Regions from separate parts of the Lactuca sativa genome. Here region 1 is linked to region 2. A link is a contact called in public Hi-C data. All regions are on one chromosome and are shown on one strand. Each heading gives the region's core, a stretch centred on a gene start, on an enhancer-like site or on the middle of the called end of the contact. The rest is flanking DNA. Distances are from core to core; before and after follow the strand shown. Region 1 holds the start of LOC111888666. Region 2 holds the start of LOC111887777.

Region 1 (6,192 bases), core at 553-3,052, 180 kb before region 2:
TTATAATCGTTGATTCAAATAAATATGTAAAATTAATTTTTAATATATATTAGATATTTTTTATTTGTGAATTAATGAAAATAATAATAAAATTTTTAAAATTTAAAATAAATAATAAATACAATGACAAATAGCATCACATTAATAAGGAGGTCTAATATATTTTAAATTGTGAACTAATAGATTAACAAATAACAACACATTAAATAAGACGTTTAAAATGGTGACACATGAAAGAAAAAAAAAAAAAAAAAAAAAAAAAAAAAAAAAAAGAATTATATTCTATAATAAATGTGACGTCCTATTAAACATATTTGCAATAATGCTTCAAATTGCCTTAAGTCCCTATGGTCCACTTTCATTTACTTCTTTCAACGAAATGGGCCAATGGCATGAGAGAAAGGTGAATATGTGTTTCTTAAATAGAAAATATTGTAAATAGTCAAAAAAAAAAAAAAAAAGTATTTTCAAAAAATAGACATAAAAATAAACTTTTCCGGATATAGACATGTATTCATTCTGTGGAGGTAGCTCCGCGGAGCTCCGCAGAATCTACTGTAGCTCCGCAGAATGGCAAAATCGTAAATAAATCAATGTATTAAAAAAAAAAAACCCTCAAGATCCATTCCGCGAAGCTACCTCCAAGGAATGAACTCATTCCGCGGAGGTAGCTCCGAGGAATGGATCTTTAGTGTTTTTTTTTTTCTTCCTCACATCGATTTTTCGGGGTTTATATTCATTTCTCAAACTAATTGTTTTTAAAAAAAGATTATCATACTATTATAATATTTACTTGAAAATAATTAGTTGAAGAATTAATATAAACCCCGAAAAATCGATGTGAGGAAGGAAAAAAAAACACTAAAGATCCATTCCTCGGAGCTACCTCCGCGGAATGAGTTCATTCCTCGGAGGTAGCTCCGCGGAATGGATCTTGAGGGTTTTTTTTTTAATACATTGATTTATTTACGATTTTGCCATTCCGCGGAGCTACAGTAGATTTCGCGGAGCTACCTCCGCGGAATGCATGTCTATATCCGGAAAAGTTCATTTTTATGTCTATTTTTTGAAAATACCCCCCATTTTTTTGACTATTTACGGTATTTTCTCTTTCTTAAATGGAAAACAGAAATGAAGACAAATATCCAAATTATGCACAAGGAAGGTGTTTGGGATTATTTTTTAATGTTAAAAGTTTTTTTTTTTGTAAAATGATTTTTTGATCCTGACTTTTCCAAAAGAAATTTTTTAAAATGTCTTTATATTAGCTTTAAGGATAAAAACATACTTTTCAGGTTAAAAGTTACAAAAATCGCAATGACTTTTAAAAACCCAATTTTTTTTACACAAAAAATTAATTTTAAAAAATCTTTTCCATTAACCAAACATCTTTTGGGTTTTTTTTAATTTTTGAAACAATTAAAAGTCACATATTGTTTTAAAAGGATCCAGAACACGCTCAAAATATTCAAACGTAATTTTATTGGATGACTTCCCAAAACTTATAATAGATAGTAGCAAAAAAATTTAAAAAAAAAAATAGTGGAGCCTTTTCAAAATCTATCCTCAAGAATGAAAGGTTCCAAAAGTAACATGCAAGGCTTAAAATTGACAAAATGTGCAAACTGCTATGGAGGGTCGAAAGTGCACGTGATATAAAGTTAAGGGACTCTTGTATCAAAATAACAAAAAGTAAGTAAAATGGGCTGTGAGGTGGCCAAAACATATTGGGTGCAATGGATACGTGGCTTATATCGGGCAATTTTGTTGTATTAACTCACCGACTGTTGTTATTAACTACACAAACTTGAAGAAAGCTTTAGGTGAAAATACCGACTTCTTGTTCGACTGTTTGTTTCGAGTTGGGCAAAAAATATAAGGTAAATTTCGCATGAGTTTCTATGTATCAATTTAGTTAATATATTTGATTTTTAATTAGAATTATATTCAGAGCACAAACATAAATTGAATTTGAATTCGATTTTAATTTGGTTTGATTCAGTTTTGTTTGGTTTGCAACCCGAATAATAAGTGATTAATCGGGTTGAATGAGGCTAAATGGGTTAATCCAAATTGATACTGAAGTGATTATGGGGCGTTAAATATTATTTATTTTCGAATGGATATTTATCATTACGTAAAAATATACTTTGGGCATTTATGACTATTATTAGAAGATGAATAGACATCTAGGCCTACATGGAATGATATATGATGGCTAACCTTTGGGTCATATTGTCATGATTATGCTTTTAAGCTTGTTACAAGATTATTTATTTGCTAAGCTTCTATAGAATAGCCTCACTTAAGTTTAAATAAATGATAATGTCATAAAAGCACTTACGTTTAAATAAATGCTAATGTCATAAAAGCATTTAAGTTTTTAAGAAATGTCCGGTGGAAGATTGCATAAAAAATTTCATATTTGCCCTTTTAGTAGGTTAACAAGTTACAAATAAGTCACCTACACATCACTTGAAAAATTATGAGTCAAAATAAATATTTTTAAAAAACTTAAGGTCATTTATGACATTAGCCCAAAAATACATAAAAACGTTTATATATATATATATATATATATATATTTATATATATATATATATATATATATATATATATATATTCTGATCATATCTTTATATTTACAATATGTATAAAACTTTATTATATGAATTTAAAAATATGAATGTATGAAATACTTATAAATAAATTGAACTTAACAAAATACTCTTTTTAATCCTTTAAAGTATATTTATAATTTTAAAAGAAAAGATGTATGAAACGTTTTATTTGTGTCATATTGTCATGTTGTCATGATTATGCTAATTATGCTTTTAAGCTTGTTACAAGATTATTTATTTTCTAAGGTTCTATAAGATAGCATGACTTACATTTAAATAAGGGCTAATATCATAAAAACATTTAAGTTTTCAAAAATGTTCGGTTTTACCATTTAATTAATATATGTCTTTTTGGTTCATTAAAGTCAGATGTCTGCATAAAAAATTTCATTTTTGCCTCTTTAGTAGGTTACCCAGTTACCAACAAGTCGACTACATATTACTTGAAAATCTATGGATAAAAATGAATATTTTTTAAAAACTTAAAGTCTTTTATGACATTAGCCCAAATATATATAAGAACGTTTTTATACATATTTAAACGTGTGTGGATATATATATATATATATATATATATATATATATATATATATATATATATATATATATATATATATATATATATATATATATATATATAAACGTTATTATACGAATTTATGAAGTCGTATTAATACATATAAAAAAAATATATTTTTAAAATTATTAATATGTTTTAAATGTACGAAAATACTTATAAATAAATTTAACTTAACAAAAAATGCTCTCTTTAAACCTTTTAAGTATATTTATAATTTTAAAAGTTGTATGAAACATTTTTATTTATATTTAATAGATATATTTATTTGTATTTAATAGATATATATTTACTTTTATTTAGTTGTATTTAATAGATATAAATATGTATTTATTTAGGATAAAAACTATCGTATACATATAAATATGAAATAAATACATATCTATACTTCGTAAGCAAACACCAAAAACTTTTTTTTATTGTTTTGGTTGATTGAATCATCCTAATAATTAAAAACAAATGTTTCGTTTATATGTATATTAACATATAAATATGTATAAATACATATAAATATGAAATAAATACATATTATTACTTAGTAATATGTACAAATACATATAATTATATTTTTTATATAATATAAACCTTATAAATAGGTATTTTTATGTTTATATCTATACAATATATTTTGTATATGAAATATATATATATATATATATATATATATATATATATATATATATATATATATATAGTTATACCTTTTAAATACAAATAAATATATTTTTAAAATATAAATATGTTTATAAATACTAAAATAGAAGTAAATATATTTTTAAATACTAAATACAAGTAAATATATTTTTGAATCTATAAAAATATTTTGATAAATTTAAAAATGTATTTGAAAATGTATATATAAAATATTTTTAAACACTTAAAAACATGTATATATATATATACATGTTTTTAAGTGTTTAAAAATATATATATATATATATATATATATATATATATATATATATATATATATATATATATATAAAAGAAGAATAAGAATAACAATTAAAATAACAGTAATAATAATAATAATAATAATAATAATAATAATAATAATAATAATAATAATAATAATAATAATAATAATAATAATAATAATCCGAACATTTTTAAAACTTAATGGTAAATCCAAATATTTTTAAAAACTTAAACACTTTATTGGTATCAGGTAACCGGTGGGTAACATAGAAACCGACTAAAATAGTATAAATGAAAAAATTAAATAAAACATTTAGTTTTACCAAACATAAAACACGTCCAAGATAAATCTGACACTTTTTTGAAAACATAAAGTCTTTTATATCATTTTCCGTTTAAATAAATACACAAATCCAAACACATCTTGAAGTTTATGTCTTATCATGTCAATAATATGAGCTTTTTTCATAAGGTTGTTCAATCAAATAAGCTAAAGAATTATTTTTTTTCATTCCAAAGTTTTTTTCACATTGTTTGTAAATTTACAAACTCACAGTGTAAACTTTTTCATATTTTTAGTACTATTTCGTTTATTTTGTTTATAAATTGAATAAACTTTGTAAAGAAGCTCTTGTAATTTAGCTTTTTATTAAGTTTTTTGATATGTTGAAATGACAATCATATGAAAACAAAAATCTTATTAAAAAAGCTAGTTTAAAAGAAGTTGAAGCTTAACCTATAGATTTTAATATATAAAAATGGAGATGAGTAACAAATGGAAAACCTAAAGTAGTAGGACCATTTGTGCAAAAACATTGGTTAAAATGGATTCTCCCACATTGATAAATAGTACAAGGACTATCTCTGTAAATCACAATATTCTGTAAAATCAACATCGAACGAATTACATGCATATTCCATTCAAACAAAAATCAATCTCTACGTAGCTCTGATTGATATTGGGATTGAGCGAAATATTTCGATGAAACTTTCGTGCGATTCCTCTGTTGTTACAATTATTTGCATAATGTACAAGGCGAATTGTTTGGATTTGAGGATCTCAAAACCCTAATTCAATCCTAGAGAATCCGAAGATGGCTGCAGTAAGCAAAACCAAACATATGATCGAGGGTTTTGTAAAAGACGGATCATTGAAATGGTTGAATAAAAGCCATAACCCATTGCATGATGAGTTTGAAGAGATTAAAAGGTCTTCTTCATCAAGTAATAAAAAATGGATCAACGATCTATCTGCAGTCGCAAATGTAGTTATCCGTCGATGTTCAAAGTAAGTTCTGTTGCAAAATACTCCCAATTTCTACATTTCTTCAATCAAAATTAATATGTTTCATTTGCTTTACTAGATCTGTTGATTCCATTCCAAATGAAATTTCACTTGCTCTGTATCCGAATGTTGCAGAATCCTCTATATTTCTACGGATAAGCTTTGGGAAAACTTTGAAGCCGAGGCTTCTGATGTAACAAAACATCCAATTCGATATGCTCGAAATTTCCTGGAGTTTGCCTGTTTTAGGGCTCTTTCTCAATCTACGCAAGTTAATGGTTATATGGAGGACAAAAGGTTTCGAAGATTAACATTTGATATGATGCTTGCTTGGGAAATTCCAGATTCTGCTAGCCAGCAAACCATAAATGTATGATATCCCCAAAATTTGTATCAGTTTATAGATTTCAGACGCTTCTCAGACTTGTACTTTTCAGTTTTTCATTCATTCAGAGTTAAGGTAGATCTTAGATTGAACAATTTGGATCACTATGCAGATAGATGAGGATCCAACAGTGGGAATTGAGGCCTTTTCAAGAATAGCTCCAGCTGTGCCTATTATTGCAAATGTGATAGTCAGTAACTACATTTTTGAGTTTCTTACTGCATCCACTGGAGGCAGGCTTCAGTATTCTACATATGAGAAATATCTTTCTGCATTGGAAAAGTACTCAAATTCCTTCTGCAATCTGCTCTTATATTTGCATATGAGAAATATCTTGTGTTCCATGTTCTTGGATTTGGAATGTAACAAGATTGACTTTTCAACAGGTCTATTAAAAAACTTAAAT
Region 2 (6,317 bases), core at 1,173-3,672:
TTTTGTAGTAGGTGAGATTCCGTTTCTTTCACGTGAGGGTTTTAGGACAAGAAGTTTTCCTACAGTAGATGTTTTTGAAACTTCAGGCTTCATGGATGATACTACATGTCTAGGAGAATGTGGATGGTTGACTATTTGTGATTGGTTGACTTTCAGTTTTGGTTTATCAGCCTAAACAAAATTATATTATTAGTATAATTACTTTTAGTAAACTCACAAAAAGGTAATAACTTTTCATTTATATAAATTTATATTACAAAATAAAGATTTTACCAAAGCTTTAGGCAAAGATGGAGTCATGGGAATCAATTGTCTGGATTGCTTAACAGCAAGTTCTTCAAGCCTTTGAGTTCCAGCATTCAACTACAATTAATTAAAGACCAAATGTTTAAAAAAATAAAAAAGTAGAACATATTAAAACACTGTTTCTTTTTTACTTATCAGAAAAAGAATTACTTAATAAAGAAAGTCAAGAAAAGAAGCTTTTCACTTTTTGCAATAAAGTCCTTACTTTTTATAAACTTTTCAAGATTAATAATATATACCTGAGGAGCAGTTTGAATACGTGGAGGACCATGAGCCAAAGTTTCTGCCATATTCCTGCCACCTGTCATGCTTGTAGTTGCAGAAACTGAAGATGGTTGAACAGCAGTGGTGTTCCCATTACTACCAACAATCACAGGCACCTCAGCCAGGGCGGAGGTCCACCCATCACCGCCAATGACCGCCGGATTCCCGATTGGAAGGCTCTGAATGGCAGAGCTCAATCCAGGAGAAGGTACTCTTCCTATATCATTATCAACTTGTTTTTCATCTGTTCCAAGAGAAGGAAAATCCCTCTCAAATGATGTCTTTACATTGCTACTTTTGTTAGCAATGCTTAAGTCACTTGCTACTTTTCTGGGCCATGAGTCAGCACGTTTTCCAGATACACCTGAAAATGACCTTCTTAACCCTTCTTTTTCAAACCTAGTGGGCAATATGTTAGCTAAAGGGTCAGAATAGTCTTTTTGCCTGTTGTTGTTGTTGTTATCTTTTTCCCAATCTCTATCCCTATCCCTATCCCTATCACGATTGTTTCGATTAAAGCTACTGTAAGATCTTGAAAGAGCCGAACCATTACTAATAGAAGATCGGCGAAAATATGAAGAAGTTGTTCGATCTGAAACTGATACGCGTTGTAATTCGTTATCTAATGACTTGTTTCTCAAGGATTTTGATGATTTTGATACCCCTTGTTCATCTACATCAAGAAAATGTGGTGAAATTGAGAGGTGAAAGAGATTGTTTAAGTGGAAAAGAAACATGGAAAGAAGAATTACCAGGGTGTAATGAAGATGATTGGTGAGATGTGCTCAAGCCTCCACTGCTCTTTAACCATTCGGGTACAAATGTTGGCTCAGTTCTTTCCATAATTAGTAACAAACATCATAAGAAAGGAACAAAAAAGTCCCAAATTGCATCAGGGTGATAATTCTCAATTCTCAAATACTCCCACGTTTTGGGTTCTTTAATGAATCAAGATACTCAATTTAACTAGTTAATCAGCTTCCACCTAACGTTGTAAGACTTGAATACCACCACTATCATCCAATAAAAGAATCCAAAACTATCAACTAAACTGTAAAATAGGGCTCTTTATCTCCCTCACTCTTCGTATATACTGTGGTTCACTTCCAAATTCGATTCAAGAACAAAGATCAACAACGCTTCTCAGTGTTCAGAAGGCATGGCTCGCGATTAAACAAACTTACAAGACCTTCATGTAATAAAGAGGCTCAATAACCACCACCAGCGAAACAAAAACCGTTTTATATCATCAGAAAGCACAAAATATAACCCCTCTTGATGAATTAGCCTACCACCATTACCAATAAACAAACCCTAGAACCCAAAACTCCACAAACAAGCCAGACAAATTGAAACCCCTAGGGTTTGTCCGTCAACCAGAGTACGAAAAAATCAAGACAAGGGTATTGTAAATTTGTAATATATCAGCCGCAAATTATCAAAAATTAAACTGACTAACCCTTAACCGCTTGAATTAAAGGAAAACCCAAAAGAACCCGAAGGCGCCGCCTCTGCTCTTTTGTATGTCTTCGATTAAGCGATTGATTGGGAATGAAAATTTCAAATTCGTTAATATGTGAAACAAGAAAGGAAGCGAAGAGTTTCAATTGGCTTTTTATGAACGACGAAGATATATCGATAAAGAGAGCATGTAGGTATATAGTACGTGATGGTTTCACAGAGTGTAGAGGGAGAAAAACACCAGGAAGCCGCTTTGATTGCGCCGTGTAGACGAAGAGATTTTATCTCAGTGTGTGTGAGAGAGAAGGGGAGAGAGATGGGGGTAGAAGGAAGAAGGGATTCCGGAAGTTTTCTTTGTGTTAGGTGTTGGTTTTTTTGGTGTGAAGGCCAAGGGTGAGTTTTTGTGATTAACGTTTTGTAATTATAGAAAATTTGGATTAACCCTAAATCCCATTTTGTTACCAATTCTAATCCAAATCAAAAACCCCAATTTCCTCCAATGTTGTTTGGATATATTTAATTTTTTGAATATTACCCATTTAATAAATGCAAATACACGATAATATGACTAAATATGGTTAATTACATTACTTAAAAAAGTTTGTTGCCATTCTTATTAGTTGATCAATTGGCTTACAATTGAAATTTTAGGTGGCATGTTGTTCAAACGAATTTAAGACAAAGTTTGGTCTAACAATGGCAACTAAATTTGGCCATACTACCCTAATGGATCTTTTTTTTTTTTTTTTTTGTAAAGTTTTAGTTTTGTTGTTGATTTTCGATATTCAATAATTGGTTAGAAATTAATTAAAACATTTTGATTTATTATGTTAATGCAACATGCATAAGTATGGTGTCCTAATAAGTGTCGAACATTTAAACCAATTCTAAAGATTTCTTCTAGAGATTAAATGTCATATTACATGATATCACAATTAGTTTATAATATCATATTATTGGGTGATGTAAAACATGTTTGTACTAACTTAGATAGTAATTTTTATATTCTTAGGTGTGGTTAAAAACCAAAGGCGACAGACGATTTAGAATATGTTTGATAGACTAACTGATAGTTGGAAATCACATATTTAATAATATAATATTATGAATGATGCAAAACTGGTTTGTACCAATTTAGATGGTAACTTTTATATGCGTAAGTGTGATTGAAAGCCAAAGACGACAAAAGGTTTAGGCTAATGTTCGGCAGACTGGCTGATAAGTGAAAAGCTAGTTTTTAACTGATTAGAAAAATGATGTTTATTAAAACTAGATGATAAGCTAAAGGGTAAATGTAAAGGGACATGTAGAAAAACGAGTTTTATATAATTAATAACAAGAATATATAAGAGAATTTTAAAAGAGTTCATAAGTTCGTCGAACCACTATTGTAAATAGTTTTTAAGAGAATTTGAGTAATCTAACCATATAAATATTTTTAATAAAAATAACTAATTCTATATTTTATTGTAACAATGACCACTTTAGGGTATCCTCTTCAGCCTCCATCTCACCATCTCGAAATCCTAGCCTCCATGCATGCTTGAGAGTCTATTTCTTCAATTTTGAGCTTTGTTCTTGGATTTTTGGTAGAGTTTTAGAAGAGGAAAGCTCACAAGGAGGCAAAGGAACAAGAAGCAAGTTTGGATACAGCATTCTCTTCAGTTTTCTGAGTTCTTGAAGGTATAAAGTTCATACATTGACACCTTTCCTTTTATATTCATGTTCTAGGTCATATTTGGGTGGTTTTTGTCCCGTTCTTTGATGTTCTTGGAGTTTGAAGAACTCCACAACATATAGTGGCTTTCCCAGGTCCTTGGATTTCTGTTGATTCAGAAAAAGGACCATGCTTGGTGTATTTTTGTGTCCATGTTCAAGTTACAACCTGTAGCACCTGATTCCTAGTATGTATTCGTGGTTATTAAATCTCTTCATTTTTGCATATTTAGTCTGGGACTCGGCGAGTTGAGGGACCGACTCGCCAAGTAGAAGCGGGACTAGACGCGGGATTTACTCGGTCTACTCGGCGAGTAGGTCCGATGGACTCGGCGAGTAGACCCTGTTTGGACTTAAACCCTAACCCGGGTGTTTGCACCCTATTTAATCGATCTAACCCAGCCTCCACTTCCCTTAGCACTCCCAAAGACCTGTAGAACGAAACCCTAGCCTCCTTTGTGTCCTTGTGGGTGATTGTAAGCATTTGAAGGTGTGTTGGGGCTTGGGAGAAGAAGTAGAAGATTGAAGAGTGCAAGAAGGGAAGGAGATCCGGAATCTACTATGTGAAAGGCCTCCATTCAGGTAGGAAAGACCCTAACTTGATCTTTAGCTCGTAGTCCCCTTTTTGTCCCTAAGAAAAGAGGTTTTAAGCCCTAAAAACCTAAATCTCTATGTGTTTATGGCTAATGTTCTGCAAGAACTTCGGATGTGGACCTTTTGGACTTCATAGTAGTATAAAGTCTCTGTGGTTGAGGTAGTGGAAGTCCCCAATGAGTATAGGACCTCTTGTATAGCTTGGAAGTGCATGTTTGAGCTCATAGGGCCATGCATGCACGTAAAGTTTACAACTTTACGTGGTAAATGAACCCTAGGACCATGGATCTGTGGTCTGGAAGTGTTGCATGTTCTAGATCTGGCCTATTCAGGAAGTGGGTCGAAGGACTCGGCGAGTCCCAAGGTGGAACTCGGCGAGTTCTATGAAGATGGTTGTCGACTCGGCGAGTTGGATGAACAAACTCGGCGAGTCCTATGAAGATTGCCTGGAACTCGCCGAGTAGTTCTTCAAACTCGGCGAGTAATATGAACATCCACAGAACACGAGGGGTTTAAGCGTCCAAGGCTCAACCCTTCGTACCAGTGCACGGAATTAACCGTATAACGTAGTCCCGAAACCCCCAAACCCTCGAATGGGGTGTTTTGGTGTGGATTGGAAGCAAGCAGAGGACCTGCTCGAGGAACTCGGCGAGTTGGTACTCGAGTCGGCCCCAAAGTCCCGGATAGCGAGTCAGGGTGACTCAGTGAGTGAAAGAGGGACCTGGTGAGTGGGACCGGATCAGTGAGAGATGGACTCGGCGAGTTGCTCTCTGGACTCGGCGAGTCCAGTCAACTGGAAGTTGACTTTGACCTGGTCTTTGACTTGGTGAGGGGTAAAAGGGTCATTTTACCCTAAGAACATCTAGTGTGTTTGACTGATCGTTTTGTGGGAATTACAGTCGAGGGACGTTAGCAGCAACAGCAGTAGACAGCAGTTCCCACACAGACCAGCAGCCTATTCGAGGTGAGTTACCTTCCAGTAGCGGCGGGTCTAAGGCCACAATGCCGACCCACCAGTAGGAGACGTATGATAGATGATTGTCTTTGTGATATCATCTAGGTTTGCTACTACCTGACACGTTATATGCTAGCATGATATGTTGTATGTGATAGTAGTCGAGTTCGGTTGTTAGGACCGAAGGGTAGTCAGACACCCTAGATACGTCTGACAGTATGTGGTGATATGTTGCATGCTGGCTTGTTATGTTATATACGATAGAGGTAGTATGAGGGGACCAGTCCCTGTATTCGGTTGTTAGGACCGATGGGTAGTCAGCACCCCAGAATGGCTTGACATGGGTAGTCAGCACCCCATAATGGCTTGACATGGGTAGTCAGCACCCCAGAATGGCTTGACACGGGTAGGACGGCACCCCAGAACGGCCGTACCGGGTAGTCAGGCACCCCAGAATAGTCTGGCAGTTTGTGTGTTAATTGTTTGTATGATATGTGGTACGATGGGGGAGCTCACTAAGCTTTGTGCTTACAGTTTATGATTCTGGTTTTAGGTACCTCTTCGCCGAAGGGGAAGGAGCCGGCGCGGTAGCGGCACATCACACGCACACACGGATTCCGCACTTACGAGATTCTCTGGGATTTATACTCTGATTTTATGATGATTGTATGATTTGATTTTCAGACATGGCTTACGTTTTGTTATGGTTTGATCAATCAATGTTCTTAACAATTAATGTTTCTCTAAAGTAATGTTTTTAAAATGAAATTTTTAGACGTGAAATTTGGGTCGTTACACAACCTCATTAAGGACCTAATGGACTTTAAATGCTAGATCTAGCCTTGAAATGGAGTCCAAATGGATAAAGTTAGAAACTTTATCCATTAAGTCATTGTGGAAGAGTAGATCTGGAAATATGAGCTTATATCTGAAAGGATTAAGCTTAACGAGAGAAATGACATTTTTCCAGTAGCCACGGCGTGGCGGAGGGTAGCTACAGTGTGGTGAAGTCAAAAATCAC

The links. Hi-C and Micro-C count contacts between places; a contact is called where the count stands out from the background.
Region 1: a Hi-C map of leaf shows a contact between it and region 2, with 5 times the contacts expected there. The contact joins the promoter of LOC111888666 here to the promoter of LOC111887777 in region 2. A contact is called at or near these places in 2 of 4 Hi-C or Micro-C datasets (bud and leaf).

Annotation. Positions count from the first base shown.
Region 1 is chr7:141,570,157-141,576,348 of Lsat_Salinas_v11, reverse strand. It overlaps LOC111888666, which reads left to right and starts at 1,802. Exons shown (of 10, transcript XM_023884797.1): 1 at 1,802-1,880; 2 at 5,153-5,404; 3 at 5,537-5,771; 4 at 5,899-6,068; 5 at 6,173-6,192. The coding sequence starts at 5,211.
Region 2 is chr7:141,389,065-141,395,381 of Lsat_Salinas_v11, reverse strand. LOC111887777 reads right to left here and starts at 2,422. Exons shown (of 10, transcript XM_042896703.2): 1 at 1,323-2,422; 2 at 546-1,243; 3 at 274-363; 4 at 1-171. The coding sequence starts at 1,413.